2 separate regions of the Triticum aestivum genome follow, and region 2 is linked to region 1. The links are chromatin contacts, called in public Hi-C maps. All regions are on one chromosome and are shown on one strand. The core of a region is the stretch at or near the end of the contact, and the rest is flanking DNA. Distances in the headings are between cores, read along the strand shown.

Region 1 (6,415 bases), core at 2,912-5,411:
TACCAACATAAAGGCAATCATCCTTAGTTGATGGGGTTCTGAATACCTAATTCTGGAATTAATCTGTTCTTTCTTTCCATCTTTTGTGATCCATCAAAAACTGTCGTAACACCTCCAAAAAAAAAGGTTGCACTTGCTACTGCATTACTCAACCATAGTCAATTTTCACGACCCGCAATGGAAGTGTTCTGTTTAGCTATTGAGTTTGTTCGTGATACACTACTAGCCACGATGCAACGCGATCACAAGTTGTACTCGAGCGTCATCATGTTGCACTATCAAAGAGCAAGTTGCAAGCATGGCTTGTGATTTTGGTCCATTCAGGTCGTTGTAATCAATCTCCTCCAATCAAAGTATTCCGGTTCGGCCGCTAGGAGGCAAGGCTCTTCTTGAATGGCTCGAATGCGACAAAGATATTTGCATGTACTAAATACCAGAAGAGGGACAATTCGGTCTAATCAGGTGCGAAGAATATACGGATATTTCACTTAGCAAGCCTCTTGGTCCAACGATCATATTCAATGGCACATTTGGCGCTCCCTTTCAACCGATATGCTTCGCAGAATAATCACCAAGTGATATCACATTAATTAGGTGAGCAAGGAAGGATACATAATTGCACCCGAAGAACCTCGAGATATTGTACAAGGAGAATGTGCATGAACCAAGTCTGGCCTAACAATTACTGAGGTCGTCCTCGTCAAGAGCACGGCCACCCTACTCTATGTATCTCATACTAGATGGAATTGCGCACTCCGTTGCGTGTGGATGTTATAGCACGGATAAAGTACTCCGTAGGCATATTATATCATGCGTAAAAAATCTTTCATCCAAAAAAATGGGATGAAGAAACTTAAACCAAGAGCTCTTGATTCGAATGAATACAATTAGGATGCTCATAGTACATACATAAACCACAGCTGCAGATCGATCCCGTGACGCTGTAACCTGGCCACGAAGATGCAGACCCCAAGCACATTTTATCCCCTGACACTGCCCCGGCACACACTGCAAGTGGTCCCGCGGTATCTTGAAATGAAGCCGACTTCTGTTTCCTTTGGAAGCTGACCGAAATACTCAGCCATGCTGCTCGCGCACGGGGAACGATCCAGGTGTCACTGTCAACTATCAAGCGTACGTTGGAAGATCATCGCTGATCGTGCAGCCACCCCTGGTTCGGAGATATGGCAACTGGATGAAGGATGATCTCACCGAAATCTCAATGTTCGTTTGCCTACAGTGGGACTTCAGTTACGATTCGTTTTGGAGCATTTCGTGGCAATCAAACATTGGAAATAAGATGGAGCGGCAGTATTTCCAAACGCAACTCCTTGAACTTCAAGGTGGTCGATCGTCCTGGCAAGCTGAGATCTGAGAGTTCCCGACCCCCGCGTCATCCAGCTCTGGCGACACTGGGGGAACCCTAGCCGCCGTCAGCGAGGTCCCTTCCCTGCCCCCACCCCCGCGTCGCCGCCGCCGGAGGGCCGGCCGGCGAAGCCACGCCGGACCCCAGGAAGGTGTCGGTGGGGCGGATCTGGCTCGTCATGCCCCCAAGCCCACCCACCCACCACCCCGCGCCTCCCCCTCCCGGCGGCTATCTCCTGCTGGCCCGGCGACGCCGGCTCCGGCCCCCCGACGGCCGCCCCGCGCGGCTCCGGCCAGCCTCGCCCCCTCCCCCGCTCCTGGCCGCCGCGGACGCCTCCTCCCCTCGCGCGCCTCCACCTCTCCGCCTGCGCCCAGGCGTCCCCGAGATCCCTCCTGGCATCTCTCGGGTGTCCTCCACCGGCTGCTGCCCCGACTTGCCGGCCGGCGGCGGCCCTCCCTCGCCCCGAGCCACGATGATAGCTCTCGCGCGGAGGCGGGGATGCTTCTGTGGTGTGGCTGACTCAGGGCTCCTCGCGGCGGATCACTGCTGGTGTTGTTTCGGTCCCGGCGGCCTCGGGCCCGCGTCCCTCCGGTGTCCCCAGCTGCCGGCGTCCTCTGCCGGGTAGCTCCGGCCTCGGCGACCGTGTAGTTGCGTCCCCTCCAGCTCACTCGGCTCGTCGACGTCACAACGGCTAAGGCCACGGCAGCTCAGATATGCGTCTTTCCAGTCCTAGTTCGCCGGCGTTGCTGGACACCGCCGTCTAGATCCACCTGTGGGGTCTTGCTTCGTTGCCAGCCCTACCCTGTTCGCCTCAAAGCCTCCACCTTTTGCTAGATCCAGTGCTCATGGGTTCGATGCCGGTCCCACCTTCCGACGGCAAGTGCAGCCCCGCCAACCCCCTCCAACATGGTGGTTCCGACCAACTTTGGCTTCCTCATCTTCGATTTCAGACTCGGCGGCTATGGGATTGCTCAGCTTCAAGCCAGGGAGAGATCCCTGGTCGGCTTGCCGGTGCTGGCAGTGGCGGCGCCCGTGGGTGTCGCTTCCTTCTTGGAGGCGTTGTCAAGGCCTTCAGCTGCGCCCCTCTTCGAGCTCAGGGGAAACCCCCGGTCCGACTCCCCTGGACCGGATAGCGATGGCGTCCCAGCGTCGTCTTCCTTCTTGAAGGCGCTATCTTGCGAGCTCGCGGTGTCCCCGATTCTGCCTCGATCGATGTTGGTATTCTTGTGTTGGTTCGGCATTGCCGCTCGGTTCGGGTTTGGTAGGTCTAGCTTTGGTTTATCCTCCGTTTGGGCCGAGCATCCCCTTCTCTCTGCTCCGGACACCATGTTCATGTCTACCTGCGTGGCTGCGTCCGTATCATGTGTTGCACCCTCATTTATACTCATTCTTCTCCTTCTATCAATGAAAGATACGCAAGCTTTGCGTATTCGCGAAAAAAATGAGATGGAGCTGTCAAAATCCATTCGAGAAGCAAAACCGGTATGGATCGGTCTGTTCACGACGCCACAATAAAAAGAAAGTTGTGAAGTTTTTTTTTTGAAAGATCCGGGGTAACCGGCTTCATTGATTTAGGAGAAAGCAGCGGGAAAACTGTGGGGATCAAGTGATCATGGTTACATGAGAGTGCAAAGTGAAAATAAGGTAGGCTAAGCTACCAGAAGGGCTAATCTCTCGCTACATTATCCTTAAAAGGGGGCTCTAGGCATCGCGCTCCTGCTGTGGACTTAGAAAGTTGTGAAGTTGAGGGCAGGCACACATGTAACATGACGTGGACTTAGAAAATTCAGTAAAACGTTTTCAGACGCTTCTTCCTACAGACCATTCGTGCACAGAGCAGGTAGCATCGTGTGTGTGTTTACTTGCGCTCGAGGGCGATCTCGCAACACTATCAGCAGAAACAAGTTGCAAGCAGCCTCCGCGATTTTGGTTCATTGGCGTCGTTGTAATGAATCTCCACCGTAGTGTTCCGGTTTGGCCGCTAGGAGACGAGGCTCTTGAGCTGTTCGAATGTGACAAATATATTTGTCTGTGTCGTACTTACTCCCTCCGTTCCATAATATAAGTGTTTTTTACACTATGAACGGAAGATGGACCTGATGGTACAGTTTTTAGTACTTAAGGGCGTCACGCCAACGTCGGTCAAATCAGGTGCGAAGAATATACGGATTTCGTACTCAATCGATCCTATTGAATGGCGCTCGCTGTCGATCGATATGCTCCTCAGATTAATCTTCCTAGCGAGATCGTCACTTACGTGAGCAAGATAGTTGCGTGCGATGAACCCGAGATATTTCACAAGACGAGTGGGTGCGAACTAAGCCTAGCTTAACATTAGACAACTACCGAGAGCCTGCTTAATAGCACGTTGACACTAAATTGAGTGTTTCATATTCCATCAGGGTATTGTGTTTTGACATATAGTTTTGCTAAGTCTCAGTCGATTAAGACTTTATTATGTCTCAGTCGATGCTCTTCTTTGATCTTGCATGAAGATTCATACACAAATTTTTTTTTCAGTTTTTTTATGTAGCAACACCCTTCGACATATTCTCCAAAAAAGAAGGCATATTTTTATGTAACGTACAATTAGCAAGATCATTCTCTTGACTTCTCCGTGCTACCGCCAAACTCGTCTCCATCTCATGTTTCTCAGCAACTCCAGCAAAACAGTAATCTGAAAGCTGCTGGCTGGCCATCACCACGTGTTAAATGCTGCGTGGGGGCAGGCACCCCGTGTGCCACACACTGCAGGCGGGTCCCGCGGGTATGGTGGAACGGACTTTCGTTTCCTTTCTCACCTGAGCCGGCCGAAATAACCACAGCCAATGCTGCATGGGCGCGGGGCACGATCCAGGCGTCACTGTCAAGCGCACGTACGAAAATCCGTGGCCCGGAGTACGTATCTTGGACTTTGAGAAGTATCGGATCAGTCCGTCCACAAAGCTACAATAAAAAACAAAGATGTGAAAACAAAGGGCAGACACATCTGAAATTATAAAATTCATGAGCCGCTTCTTCTCCGCGGACCATTCGTACACGGAGCAGAGCAGGCAGCGTCGTGCGTGTGTCTGGAAGTCAATCAGCGCGTCCGTCCCATTCCGCCCGACGGCGACGCCATAACCAACTCCCCTCCAGAACCCGACCCTAGCGCACGCGGTGCTCCGGGCGCCACACACGCCTGACAACCCCGGCCGGCCGGCCTCCGGAGGCGCATATAAAACCGGGCAGCGCTGTTCATCCTCGCCATAGGCCTACTGCTGCCACCTTCCTCCACGCACAACACTCTTAAGCTCTCTGCAAATCCGCAGCCACCGCTCGCTTGCCATCGGCGATCGGAAGCGGTACGGCTCGCGAAAGGCAGCTCGCACTGCTCCGCCGGAGTGCTGTGCGGGCATGGCCACGGGAGCCGAGATCTTCCGGCCACTCGCGGTCGCCGGCGACGTCGTGGAGGCGCCGGCGTTGCTGATCGCCACAGGCAAGGATCAGCTCGTGGATCCGGTGATCTGGGGCGACGAGGAGCGGATGAAGAGGGAGCTCATGGCGTGGGCCAAGGCCGTCGCGTCCATGGCGCTCAACGGCTCCGCCGACTCGTCGTCGCCCCTTTCCATGGGCCGACGACAGAGAAGCCAGGGAGCGAGCCGCCTCCAGCTTACAGCTTAGTACTACGTGGTTAGTTTTGCATGCGTTCCCTGTTGACCTGGCTGTGCCTGAACCTGAATGATGCCATTGATGTGTTACCATTGTTTGCGATGGTGTATTTTTGCCCGGGGGCGTTAAATTGTTGCCCACTCCTCTGAATACAGCGTGTACATGTATAATAGACAAGTTTTTTTAGAGGAGAATGAGATCAGTGCTTATGAATTACTTGTGAAGGACTTGGCACATGCCCTTGTTCATTGTTCGCATGCAAAGCAGTTCTGGGTACAAGCTCAAATGCTCTTTGATTTTACCTTACCGAAGCTGCACCCCAATACTTGGTCTCGTGATATCTTATGTGACCAACTGTTCTCAGAGAGGGAGCGAGCGATCACAGTCACAGTAATGTAGGCGATCTGGCACTCTCGGAATCGTCCCACTCATGATCAGGAGAAGATTGACCCGTCTACTTCTGTGAGGCGCATCAAAGAAGATCTTGCGATCTTGGATATACCTCGGCAAGACCTGAAAATCTTGCCAGGTTATGGGTGGCGGCCCCCTGATGGTACAATCATCAAAATAAACACCGACGCGGCAATTCATTTTGATGGTGGCAACGGTGGAGCGAGAGGGGTGGCTCGCTCAGCAGGTCGCCTCTTGGGAGCTTGGAGCAAACCCCTTGTGGGCGTCACTGATCCTCTTATAGCTGAAGCCATGTCTGTTCGAGAAGGCGTGCGCTTTGCGAAGCTCAGGGGCTTTCAGGATGTGATCATCGAAACAGATTGCCTGGAGGTTTGGAACTCTGGAAAAATCACCACGATTCCTTTTCGGTCATGGCACCTTTGTTTTATGAAATAGGAGAGCTAGCTACTGTTTTTTCTTCCTTTGATATTCTTCATGTAATCCGGTCAGCAAACTATCCAGCTCATCTTTGTGCCAAGCGTGCTTGCACACTGAGTGTGATTGAAAGTTGGCTGGAAGAGACTCTGTGACGCCCGGATAATTAGGCTACAGTAATCCCACGTTAATGTCGCCACGTCACCTTGGTTACTATTGCTAATCTCGCGCTAGATCAAAACCGGTCCAAAATTCAAATTTAAATCCAAAATCAAGCAAACAATAAAAGTTTTTGAATTGAAACTAAAATGTTCAGAGTGAACCAAATAATGCATAGGTAATTATGGTGGAGAAACCTCACATTTATAAAATAGTTAAATACTATTAGATGAATAAAATAGTAGCGAAAACCATGATGTAAATACTTTTAAATATTAAATAATTACGAAGCTATTTTAGTTTGGGTAGCAAGTTAGTGTGGTTATGGCATATTTGGTAACGTCAAATTAGGTGCCATTTTGGTATTTTACTAAAACAAAAATAAAATAAAATAGAAAATTAAATTAAATAAAA
Region 2 (6,415 bases), core at 2,259-4,758, 34 kb after region 1:
TTTGGGTTATGTTTGACGTAAGTAGGAGATTAGGATCACTTATTGATCATTACTAGTTGACGACCGTTCCGTTGCTCCTCTTCTCGCTCTTATTTGCATATGTTAGCCACCATATATGCTAGTGCTTGCTGCAGCTCCACCTCATTACCCCATCCTTTCCTATAAGCTTAAATAGTCTTGATCTCGCGGGTGTGAGATTGCTGAGTCCTCGTGACTCACAGATACTTCCAAACAGTTGCAGGTGCCGATGATACCAGTGCAAGTGATGCTACCGAACTCAAGTGGGAGTTCGACGAGGACCTTGGTCGTTACTATGTTTCTTTTCATGTTGATCAGTAGTGGTGCCCAGTTGGGACGATCAGGGATCTAGCAGTTGGGTTATCTTCTTTTCTTTTGGCTTTGACCGTAGTCGGTCTATGTGTGTATCTTGAATGATGTATGAATTTATTTATGTATTGTGTGAAGTGGCGATTGTAAGCCAACTCTTTATCCCATTCTTGTTCATTACATGGGATTGTGTGAAGATGACCCTTCTTGCGACAAAACCATAATGCGGTTATGCCTCTAAGTCGTGCCTCGACACGTGGGAGATATAGCCGCATCGTGGGCGTTACACCCGTTGGTGATCAACGACCTGGAAGAGGAAGGTGATTTGAAGCGGTTGCTGGCAGTTAAAGTTCTGCACCGCACGTTACTCCATGTCCGGACGATCTCCATCGTTTTACACCCGGCCTAGGGCAACCCAAGGGACTTGATTGCTCGGTCGCTGAAAAAAAACATGTTTGTTGAAGAGTTCAAAACCAAGCGGGTCGTGATCATGTTTGGGAGGGCTCGCCATGGCATATTAGCAAGAACACCATGATCTTAGAGGAATTTGAGTCGCACATGCAGCCGTGTTGACAAGCGAGACCCACACATGTTATTGAGGAGCTTCTGCTCAAAAGACATGACAGAAAAGGTAAGGAAAAATAATCCCACGGCAAGTGTTGTCAGCAATCTACAAATCTTGCTAGATATGATTCAATCTACAAATATTGCTAGATATGATTTGAGGAAGTAAGGAAAAATGCTTCAACAATGGCGCAATAATTAGTATGGAGCGCGGGAGACTATGTTTGGTTAGGCCAGTCCAATGGTCTCCTGTTCAGTCTTCAGAGTTTCCCCTAAAAATGAAGTGATTTTTTCCTTTAAAAAATGAAATAAACTATTTAATTAAGGCCCAGATAAACCAGAAGAAACAAAAAAGAAATGAAGATGCAGGAGACTATGTTTGTTTAGGTCAGTCCAATGATCTTTTGTTCGTCGATGTAAACATTGTGACGGTTAATAAAAAGCTTCAGAGTTTCCCTAAAAAAATGAAGTGAATTGTTTCTCCCTAAAAAATGAAATGAATTGTTTAATTAAGGCCCAGATAAACCAGAAGAAACAAAGAAAACATTGTGACGGTTAAGAGAAAGCTTCAACGTTTCCCTAAAAAATGAAGTGAATTGTTTCTCCCTAAAAAAATGAAAGGAATTGTTTAATTAAGGCACAGATAAACCAGAAGAAACAAAGAAAACATTGTGACCGGTAATAAAAAGCTTCAGAGTTCCCCTAAAAAATGAAGTGAATTGTTTCTCCCTAAAAAATGAAATGAATTGTTTAATTAAGGCCCAGATAAACCAGAAGAAACAAAGAAAACATTGTGACGGTTAAGAGAAAGCTTCAACGTTTCCCTAAAAAATGAAGTGAATTGTTTCTCCCTAAAAAAATGAAAGGAATTGTTTAATTAAGGCCTAGATAAACCAGAAGAAACAAAGAAAACATTGTGACGGTTAATAAAAAGCTTCAGAGTTCCCCTAAAAAAATGAAGTGAATTGTTTAATTAAGGCCCAGATAAACCAAAAGAAACAAAAGAAAAGAATGGAGATGCGGGGGATCGAACCCCGTGCCTCCCGCATGCAAAGCGGGCGCTCTACCATTTGAGCTACATCCCCTTTGTTGAATTTTTAGATCTTAATCTATAAACCCTGTTATTTCTGCAACGTGAAGGCTAACAAGCGTGGGCTAAATGTTTTACCTAATGACCGGCCCACTTGTGTACGCCTGACGGCCCGTGGCAGGTTTAAGAATTGGCCTCCTCAAAAGTTGTCCAGCAGCGAGGGACCGAGGGTTCAGCGAGGCTGCAGACATATTAGTCCCACCTCGGCCGGAGGGAGTGAGCGCGTTGAGGGGAGGTCTTTAAGAAGGGACGAGGCGCGACTGGTAAAAGCATGATCCTTCAGGCAGCAATGGGAAATGAGGAGTGGTACACGCTCGCTAATTATGCGAGAGCGGTGCCCGCCCCAATAAGCCTGTTACGACACTGGGCATCCCCGTGATTTACCATCTGATCCTGAATGCAGAATTTAAATTATATCTTCTTTAAAAAAAAATCAGTTATTTTGGGTCTTGGTTTTGTTTTGCCTATATTTTTATCTACTTCTTAGTTGGACTTGGTTTGCATTTTTGTTTCGGTCCCCAAAGTTTGATTTGAATTTTCTTGTTTGCTGAACTTTTTCTTTTTTGGTTGAGACCGGAAACATTGTGGTGGCTGTCCTATGCATCGCGTGCCGGCTGATGAGGCCGCTGGTTGCATCGCTGAGATGGGTTCGTAGCAGCACCCAACCACAAGTTCCGAAAGACTGTTCTTGAGGATCCCAACAAAAAAACCGGTACTCGCGCGCAAAAAAAAAGAAAAACCTAGTGATGGTACTTTAGAACGCATTTTTGAGCTCTGAATTTTTTTTCCTTTTTACCATGGCTTCCACCAATGCGATGTGTCATAACAAAACATTGCAATCACCCTAAACATTTCTTAAACTTTGCCAAAAGAACAGAATATTTTGAAATTATTTTCTACTTTTTTAATTTTACTATTCATGCCAGGAGCATTTGAGCTTGAGAAGGTACTTCCGCTATAGAACCAGCTTTACAACGACAAAGCGAACAACGGTGCGGCAAGACGCACTTTTCTTCTAGTACAGCTTTCTTTATGGCGAGTCCCCATCTTCTTTTGATTTTGGACGAGGCTTCAGTGTTCACCGTTACACCATAACCCAAAGCAAGAGACATGGTACGATCACGTAATACGCAACGGCGGCGACGGGAGTCGGTGGCACGAGCACGGAAGAAGCAGACTCGTTGTAGTAGGGAAGGTAGCCGATCGGAGGCGCTTGGTAGTACGGCTGCTGAGGCGTGTTTTGGCCGCCGCAGCAAACGGGTGTCACCGGCGGGCACGGCGCCTGCATGCCCGGGGAGGGCGGTGTCCTCGACGGCTGCGACGGCGGAGGGCCGCCGTAGATTGGCAGCGGCTGCGGCGGCGGCTGGCATCCGGCGCCGTTGCACAGGCCTTGAGCCGTGGTGGCGTTGCCGCCTGCGGTGTCGCCGATCTCAGATGCTGCTGCTGCCACAGCCGCGCTTGCAAGCAGCAAGGCGTGCAGCAAGAGAAGCGTCATGGTGTTGGATGTTGCCGTAGTTGTTGTTGGATATCCTTTGGGGTCCGTGGGTTGCGGTGGAGGGTAATATAATCGGTCTGGGTGTAGAGGTAGGGCTGCATGCACCGTGACACATGGGGAGCCATGTGTTGGAGGCTGAGGTGCCCTACGCTAGCTTATGGATATGGAGACAATGGCCGCTCGTCTCTTCTCAAAGGTCAGCTTGGAGATAACTGGACATACACGAGTGCGCACGTAGCAGCAGTTTCCAGCAAGATTCAAGGGAAAAAACAAAAGTAGTTTCCAGTTCTATTATATCGATTCAACGTGTGTGGATACTGGGGCTACACCATGACTATCTTCACCTACGTCAGCCACCTTGTCATAGTGCAATCGCAGTTTCGGTGCCTACCATACTTTTCCAACAAAAACGTGAGATTCTCCCCACAAGAAACACGAATTTAGCATATCCAACACAAAAAACGTATTGTGTTGGATGTGCTAAACTCGTGTTTTTTGTGCTAAACACAAAAGGCAGCTTTGCAAATAACTGCTTACATCCAACACTGTCCTAAGATCATCGGTTCAGTACTTCAGTTTCAACACAAGAGCATATGAACAGTTATTTGTAAAGTTGATTCTTCTAATACTCCCGAAAATCACGAGTGATCACCCTGAGATTTCCAGATAATTGACGAATAAATCACATGACATTTTTTATTGTTGTCAAAAATCAACAACGAGCAATCTGGCAGCAAGTACATAAGCCGAACCAGATCGATAAAAAAAGGACTGCCGCAGGGAACCAACAGGAGGGGAAAAGTGAAGCAGAACCTGCAAAATTCCTGAGTACCCCAAATATTGCGGGCATAGAGAGTTAACTGACGCCTCAAGAATTCTCAGTGTTTAGCCTCCTACTTGGTGAAACACCAAATCTTGCATCATACTGTGATCTGGTGACATCGTACGGTCAAGCAACAAGTTTAACAGCTTCTGTTCCAGAGACAAGTGTGTCTTCTACAAATGGTATGGTCTTCCATACTTTTAATCCTACTGGCGCTGGACTATTTTCAGGACCTGAAACATATATACATCAATAGTAAATGGAGTGACTGAAAGAACGAAGATAACCAAACTCTTTGTCCCCAGGCTGGCAATACAAACCTTGACATCTTGAGTCAGCCTCCAAACAAACTGCCATGTAATGAGAACTATTTAGCTCCGCGAGTGCAAATAGCCAATCCTCAGACAGGTGATCACACCCAGAGTTGGAATCGTTACATACTTTCAATGCCTGGGAAATCCAACAAAAGTCAAGGCAGATCAAAATATAATTTGCAATAACCTAATGCGCCTGATTTCTGTGATGTCCTATGATGCAATAAAACCAGATACTTTTCCTTAAAAGTAAATCAATATAGGACGGTATTCCCATCCAAAAGCCAAAAAAGGGGATAGGCATCTACCATTGAGTTGGTGTGCAGGCAATGGCTCGATTGTGTCGGCGTGATTGCACAGCACATGGTAGACCTCACGCGTGTAATATTAATTTCTGCTTTCTTCTTATTTTGCTTTCTTATTTGGAGATTTACCCCGTTATTTTTCTATTGAAATATTGATTTCTGCTAGTAAATATGTGACACTTCTGTGAAATTTGAGAATTTATTGTGAATCTTGCATGGAACCATGAAGTGTGAAACACATCTGAGAAATGATAAAGGAAATGTCAAACAACCGCAAGGCTTTCTTAAATTTACTCCCTCCGTCCTTGAAAGAGTGTACTTCCAACTTTGTTGGAGGGTCAAACTATCTTAAAGTTTGAACGAATTTGTGCAAAAATATATCAATGATTGTGAAACCAAATTGGTATATGACGAAAATATATTTTATCATGAATCTAATGCTACTAATTTGATGGCATAAATGTTGGTCTATTATTGTATAAATACGGTCAAACATAAAATTGTTTGACTTTCCAATAAAGTTGGAAGTACACTCTTTCAAGGACGGAGGGAGTATTGGATTGGTTCAGATCCATATGAAATGTATTGAATTGTTTTGTGAAACATAGTTTGGAGTACGACAAAACCTGATTAACCTACTGCAGAACACGTCAAAATGTGCAAAACATGTGTGAAACTTCTATTGAATATTTTGGAACATGGTGGATCCAGTGCAGTGAGAAAACAAGGTTGACAGGATATGTGTGAGAGAGTGGCAGACATTTCAACCGCTGACAGATATGGACAAAATAGAGGGTGAGATGCTATCCCAGTTGTTTTATGAACCAACGGTATACCGTCCCATAGCAGCACTCTTAAAATTTTCTTAACATGACATCTGACCATTGGTTCTGAAGCTCCCTCACACATGTATTATATGTTAAAAAAACAACAAAGGGGGAATGTCGAAACTACATTACCTTAGAAACCCGAATTCCCTTGCTTGTTTCTAACTTGATTGAAAATTCATTGAGTGGAGCGCCTGACAAACCCAATCCAAGAGCCTTTACATATGCTTCCTATAAATTTAGATATCAATAATGCTTCCATGTAAGCAATTTATTTTGCAACATCGTATCAGTAACCAGAATTGTGAATACTTAATTCAAAATAGGGCAATATTTGGTGCAAATTCTTCTCATAACATTCCTTTTTGGCAAGTGGACCATTCATAAGATGCCCATACGTGTGCTTCAATTTGATTTATTAAACACAACTATATGTGGTGCAGCAAGTTAGCACTAGGTACATGTATTAAACCTAAATTCTATAGCAAAGAACAACAAAGTCAACTAGGAGAATGAGGTAAGTTCTATTTATTTTTTGATTCAGATATTTTAATGATTGATTTAATATCGCAAGTGCATAAAATTAATTTGTGTTCTAGCATTCCTCTTGTCCAAAGATACGAGTTGTTTACTATCATAATCCTGAAATCATGTGTTTTTGTTCAGTATT

The links. Hi-C and Micro-C count contacts between places; a contact is called where the count stands out from the background.
Region 2: a contact with region 1 is called in a Hi-C map of leaf, with 3 times the contacts expected there. The contact joins the promoter of LOC123168405 here to the enhancer-like site in region 1. A contact is called at or near these places in 2 of 5 Hi-C or Micro-C datasets (both in leaf).

What each region holds. Positions count from the first base shown.
Region 1 is chr7D:136,414,045-136,420,459 of IWGSC CS RefSeq v2.1, forward strand. No RefSeq gene overlaps it. Among protein-coding and RNA genes, the nearest start is that of LOC123166876, 18 kb to the right of the region's middle. Within about 2 kb of position 4,162, at least 3 of the 8 cell types and tissues checked have an H3K27ac peak or open chromatin away from gene starts, as enhancers often do. A contact at or near this core is called in leaf, where this site is marked.
Region 2 is chr7D:136,448,353-136,454,767 of IWGSC CS RefSeq v2.1, forward strand. LOC123168405 (RNA-binding protein L-like) reads right to left here and starts at 3,509. Exons shown (of 1, transcript XM_044586279.1): 1 at 2,861-3,509. The coding sequence starts at 3,476. The coding sequence ends at 3,066. It overlaps LOC123171705 (small nucleolar RNA Z279/snoR105/snoR108), which reads left to right and starts at 2,273; the gene lies at 2,273-2,376. It overlaps TRNAA-UGC (transfer RNA alanine (anticodon UGC)), which reads right to left and starts at 1,976; the gene lies at 1,904-1,976. It also overlaps the pseudogene LOC123164181.